2 separate regions of the Cricetulus griseus genome follow, and region 2 is linked to region 1. A link is a contact called in public Hi-C data. All regions are on one chromosome and are shown on one strand. The core of a region is the stretch at or near the end of the contact, and the rest is flanking DNA. Distances in the headings are between cores, read along the strand shown. Region 1 overlaps Eif4h (eukaryotic translation initiation factor 4H). Region 2 has its middle 8.8 kb from the start of Limk1.

Region 1 (2,765 bases), core at 258-2,757:
GCAAACCAAGTTTGCATAAGGGTTATAGGTCAGTGTAGCTTCAAGCTGTATCAGTATTGGGGCCTGTCTTTTGGAACATTGTGTTGAGTTAGAGCTCTAGAGGTTGAGGTGTGTGACTGCTGTCATTGCTTCCTTGAACTTGGAAATCCCTCTTCCAGTTGCCTTCCATGAATCCATTTAGGGAAGAAAACTCTCCTTAGCTTTCTGCAGGTTTGTGTTCTCTAACAAATAGTGAACAGCAGCAGCTAGAGCAAATCTTCCCAGCACCGTTTAGTGCTTCCAAGTGGGGTCTGGTTTTTACAGAGTGACCTATGAGAAGGGATGTGGGGACATGGGTGTGAGCAGTACTTAATCCAGATTTAGACATCACTGGAGAGTCATCTGGGACATCAGAAAGTTTGATCTGTTGCTAAGGATATTTTTTTTAGCTTTGAAGCAAAGGGTAGGAATTTAGTAGGCACTGTGAACTCCTTCCTTCAAAACATTTAGGTATTAATTTGAATCTGAAGTCTGCCTCCAAATTAGATTACATTACCCAGAAGCCAGACAGCTCTGCAGTGGTTTTAGCGATTGTAGTTAAAGCACATAAGCAGAGGGCTGAGGACATGCATCTATGGCAGAACACTCCCCTAACATACATGAGACTCTGCATTCCACCCCAACACTGCAAAAAGAAAAGTAAATGTAAGAAGGGGAAGCATTGTAAAAATAACACCATGGCTGTTTCACTGCCTGTTAGGTTAGCATTTTCTACTGATGGACTATAATTAAGGGCCTGGAATGAGGCCTAGCTAGTAGATAGAGTGCTTGCCTAGTGTGTGCCTAGCCGTGGGTTCTATGTCTAACATGACATGAACCAGGCATGGTGGTATATGCCTATAATCCCAGCACTTGAGATGTGGAGGCAGGAGGGAGTTCGTTTTCTGTAGTTACTTATGTAGCAAGTTTGAGGCCATTCTGGGCTACATGAAACCTTATCTTGGAGGGAAGTATACTAGCATATTCTGGGATCAACTGTCACCCAGATGGCACAACGCTACAGGCTATGGTGTCTAGTGATGCTAATGGGACTCCAGCGGGCCTGGCTGGAGTCCAGGATGTGTGTACAAGGTGATTCTCTTCTCTTGTAGGGTTCTGCTATGTCGAATTTGATGAGGTAGACTCCCTGAAGGAGGCTCTGACGTACGACGGTGCAGTAAGTACTCTCAACTTCCCTTGCCCAAGCAGCAGCCTGAGGTGTGTGTTCCTGTTGATATATATATATATATATATATCTCAAGTGTTTTCCCCTGTCCTTAGCTCTTGGGTGACCGGTCACTTCGTGTGGACATTGCAGAAGGCAGAAAACAAGATAAAGGTGGCTTTGGATTCAGGAAAGGCGGACCCGATGACAGAGGTGATTAGCTGTTTTAAAAGTAGGCGCAATTTGCTGTATGTACATACTGCTTGCCGCTGCTGTGCATCATTTACTGAGCAGTGACTCAGGCGTGATGAGTCCCTGAGAGCTTAGGTGTTGTAACAGTTTGGCAGTGGCTTAGGGTTTCTCTTGCTGAGATGAAACACCATGATCGAAAGCAACTTGGGAAAGGGTTTATTTCCTTAAACTTCCACATCACAGCCGGGTGTTGGTGGCCTTTAATCCCAGTAAAGGCAGGTGGATCTCTGTTTGAAGCTGGCCTGGTCTACAGAGCGAGTTCCAGGACAGGCTCCAAAGCTACAGAGAAATCCTGTCTCGAAAAAACATAAAAAGAAAAAACTTCCACATCATTGTTTCATTGAAGGAAGTCAGGCCAGGAACCTGGAGGCAGGAGCTGTTGCAGAAGCCATGGAGGGGTGCTGCTTACTGTATTGCTTGCTCAGCCTGCTTTTTCTTCTAACCCGGGGTGGCACCACCCACATTAATCACTAATTATGAATACTCTACAGGCTTGTGTATAGCCTTTTTGTTTGTTTGTTTTTGTTTTTCGACATAGGGTTTCTCTATGGCTTTGGAGGCTGCTCTGGCACTTGCTCTTGTAGACCAGACTGGCCTCGAACTCACAGAGATCCGCCTGCCTCTACCTCCCGAGTGCTGTGATTAAAGGCATGCGCCACCAACGCCCGCCTATAGCCCAATTTTACAGAGGCATTTTCCTTTTTATATATATAATTTTTTTCTTTAAAGATTTTATTTATTATGTACATAACATTCTGTTTCCATGTATATCTGCACACCAGAAGAGGGCACCAGATCTCAGGAATTGCTGGGAATTGAACTCAGGACCTCTGGAAGAATAGTCAGTGCTCTTAACCTCTGAGCCATCTTTCCAGCCCCCAGAATTTTCATTTTTTTTTTAAAGCCCATGTCAATCATTAATCAAGAAAATGTCTTCTCAGACATTCTCACATGTCAATCTAATGGAGACAGTTTCTCAATTGAGGTTCCCTCTTTTTAAATGATTGTGTCATGGTAACCAAAAAAAAAAAAAAAAAACCAGCAAGACCTCAACTTTATCTTTTTTGTGTGTGTCCTTAGGAATGGGTGGCTCTCGAGAATCTAGAGGTGGATGGGATTCCCGAGATGACTTCAACTCTGGTATCAGTATTTTTTGTTTGTATCTTTGCTTCTCGGGAGTGTCCAGCCTAGACAGACTTAACTCCTTCTCCAGTGAGACTACAAAAGGTGGAGAGACTCCCCTGAGCCTGTTACTGGGGCTATAGCTAGGGCAGCTCCTGTGGTTTCACGGGTGGCACAAAAAGAACTAGCAGTGTTTCTAGAAATAGCA
Region 2 (3,043 bases), core at 304-2,803, 72 kb before region 1:
AAGGTGACCCAACTTTTCCAAGAAAGTGGCAAAGAAGATCCATCTATCCATGCATTCTTCCATTACCTCAATCAGAAGAAAAACAATTATTTGCTAGTTTGATATCCTTTGCCCCCATTGGCAAGGCCCAACCTCAAGACCTAGGATTCCATGCCTTGGTTTCTCGTAGCTGGCTTGATAGTTTTTTTTTCATGGTACTGGGAATTAAACCTTGGACATCATACATACGAGGCAATGCTCCACCACTGAGCTACATCCCCAGACCAACTCATGGCATTAAGTGCCACATAGGGGCCAGCAAGCTGGCTCATCAGCTTAATGAAATTGCTGTGCAGCCTGACAATACAAGTTCAAATCCCTGAACCCACATGGTAGAAGGAGGGAACTGACTCTCACATGCTGTGATAAGAAAATTAATACCAGCCAAGTGATGGTGGCACACACCTGTAATCCCAGCAATCAGGAGGCAGAGGCAGGTGGATCTCTATGAGTTTGAGGACAGCCTGCTCTACAAAGCAAGTTCCAGGACAGCCAGAGCTACACAGAGAAATCCTGCCTTGAAAAACCAAAATAATAATAATAATAATAATAATAATAATAATATAATAATGAAGAAGAAGAAAAGAAAAATGAAGGAGAGAGACAGAGAGACACAGAGAGAGAGAGAGAGAGAGAGAGAGAGAGAGAGAGAGAGAGAGAGAATACCATGTATCTTAATGATTAACTATCAAATTGTTATGGTTAGTATGAGCCCAGTATGACTTGCATACCCAAGTTCAGTTCTTTGTTTATTCGTGACAAGGTCTCCTTCCATAACCCAAGATTGCCTCAAGCTCACAATCCTATTGTCTCAACTCCAAGGATTAAAATCATGTGTGACTATTCCTGATTTCAAGGCCAGTTCTAACATCTCCATCAAAAGTCTCATAGACATGACCTAGCCTACAATTATTTCCTCAAATTTGAAACATTCCGTCCTAGGAGGAGAAGGGAGTGCTGGGAGAATTCCTTCCCTCCCCAGGAGATTTAAATGTCTACTCCCTCCCCAAAAAAAATCCCAATGACAAACCAAAGTGCAATTTCACCAAAATTTACCCTGGGGAACCAATGAATGTATGGGGCTTACTTACAGAGTATCAACAGGGGTTATTGACAGGAGTATGGCTGATCCCAAAGCAGCCATACTGGGAAGTCTACACCCAAAAACAAATGATGGCCTCCACATCATTAATTAAATGGAGCCTCTCTCAATTAACTTTCCTCAGCTTGTTCACCCTACCACTTCTAGATACTCCAAAGTCTTGGGTAATTAGAACAGAATTGTATACAGATTCTGGGAAGAGCCACTGGACTGTCGTATGAGGGTCAAAAGGACGCCCGTAAGCAGACAGAGCTGATCTCCTGAAGATAGTGGCTGTTTTACTAGGAGTAAAGGGAACTGTGGTGGAGCACCTGCAAATCATCTAGGAATTCCAGTCACATAGCTTTCATGAGTTGTCACCCACAGCAGGGTTGCCTAATCAGTGGAACAGCTGCCTGAGTCATCCACGTTCCTATAAGTGACCCCGTGAATTCTCTAGTTCAAGCCAGACTTGGGTGAAATCATTTCTTTGGTCTGTCATCACTACCCTGTCTCAGGAGTAAAAGGATATTTATACAGGTCTATCGAGAAGAAAGCACGAAACACAATTAGCTCCAACAGGGACAGGCCCATGGGAATAAAGATGTGTTAGCTATGTGGTCCCTGCTATGGGTGGGTGATAAGACAGGCAACTGAGGTAGGAAGAGCTAACAGATAGTAGAGTATCTGTGGGGGCAATCACAGTAGCTCTCTCTGTATTGGGGGTGCAGTTGCTCCCCCTTGCTGCAGTTGCCTGTACCTGAAATGAGTAATAAAACTGAAACCAAGACTGAATTGTTGAAAAGTAGAATATTTTTAGAAGGGCTCTGGGAGGTACATCTTCCTTTATATGATATGAGTGACATGTCTGTGGCTGCTCTTGGCAACTACTAAGTCCAAGTATCGGGCGAAAGCCTGGAGATTTGGATGAACAACAAGACGCCTGGTCCACTTTCTGAGACAATGTCTCTCACCTTTATTGTGGAGCAGCCTTATATACAAATTTACAAAAACCCCAGGTCAAAGGTTTCACAATAGGATACTGATGCTAGTGGGGTGAGGTCAGGAAAACAGGAGGTACCCATGGTTATGGTGGAAAACAACTCTTAGAGACCCCGTGGGGGCTGGGTCCCAACAGATGTCTCCTTGGTGACTAGGTCTGTCATGTTGTAATGTCTATTGTATCTGTAAATTGCCATGTGTTATTTGAGTTCAATGATAAACTGGTTCTGAAAGTGGGGTTGCTCCCCAACTTGACACCCAAACATATTTATGTCAAGTGTCCTCCAAGACCCCATGCCCCCCCAACTCTGTGACAGGAAGGGAACATGAAAACCAGCCAAGACTAAAAATATCTGGTGCTAGAGAACATCTGAAAGGTGACCTTTTTCCAACAGAGGTCTCTAGTGCTCACCCTATGATAGAAACTATAAAGGTCTCTGCAGTGGGAGAGAGACAAGCTGGATATTCAGTCATGGGAAACTCAGCTGTGGGATGAAGGGCCAACGGGGACTCGTTCCCAATCACTGCCTCAACTTCACCCAATGGTTCCTGCTGGATGCCATGACTTGTGATTTTATCATCTTTTTATCTTTAGCTGTTGTTATTTGTTCTTTTCCTTGGAAGTGTCACCCAAGGGGATGCTCTGCTCTACCCAGGACTCTCTTTATTGGGAACTCCAGCTGACTGCCTCCCCATAGCTTCCCTGGTTGATTCTTCATGGGTATTTTGAGTACTCAGTTTGATTGTTTTGCTATCTATTTATCCATCTATCCCTCTATCCCTCTATCTATCTATCTATTATCTATCTATTTATCTATCTATCCCTCTATTTATCTATCTCTGTTACTTGGTGTTTATTCTTTTGCTTTGGCATTCTATATGCTTAATAAACTCATTCAAAACTGAACACATGGCCATCTG

What was found. A called contact is a pair of places that touch in the nucleus more often than the background predicts.
Region 2: a contact with region 1 is called in a Hi-C map of fibroblasts, with 2.5 times the contacts expected there. The contact joins two enhancer-like sites. A contact is called at or near these places in 2 of 8 Hi-C or Micro-C datasets (the CHK-Q cell line and fibroblasts).

What each region holds. Positions count from the first base shown.
Region 1 is chr4:113,712,828-113,715,592 of CriGri-PICRH-1.0, reverse strand. It overlaps Eif4h (eukaryotic translation initiation factor 4H), which reads left to right. Exons shown (of 6, transcript XM_027416150.2): 3 at 1,131-1,195; 4 at 1,300-1,396. Among named protein-coding and RNA genes, the nearest start is that of Lat2, 11 kb to the right of the region's middle. Within about 2 kb of position 1,507, at least 1 of the 6 cell types and tissues checked has open chromatin away from gene starts, as enhancers often do. A contact at or near this core is called in fibroblasts, where this site is marked.
Region 2 is chr4:113,784,386-113,787,428 of CriGri-PICRH-1.0, reverse strand. No RefSeq gene overlaps it. Among named protein-coding and RNA genes, the nearest start is that of Limk1, 8.8 kb to the right of the region's middle. Within about 2 kb of position 1,553, at least 2 of the 6 cell types and tissues checked have open chromatin away from gene starts, as enhancers often do. A contact at or near this core is called in fibroblasts, where this site is marked.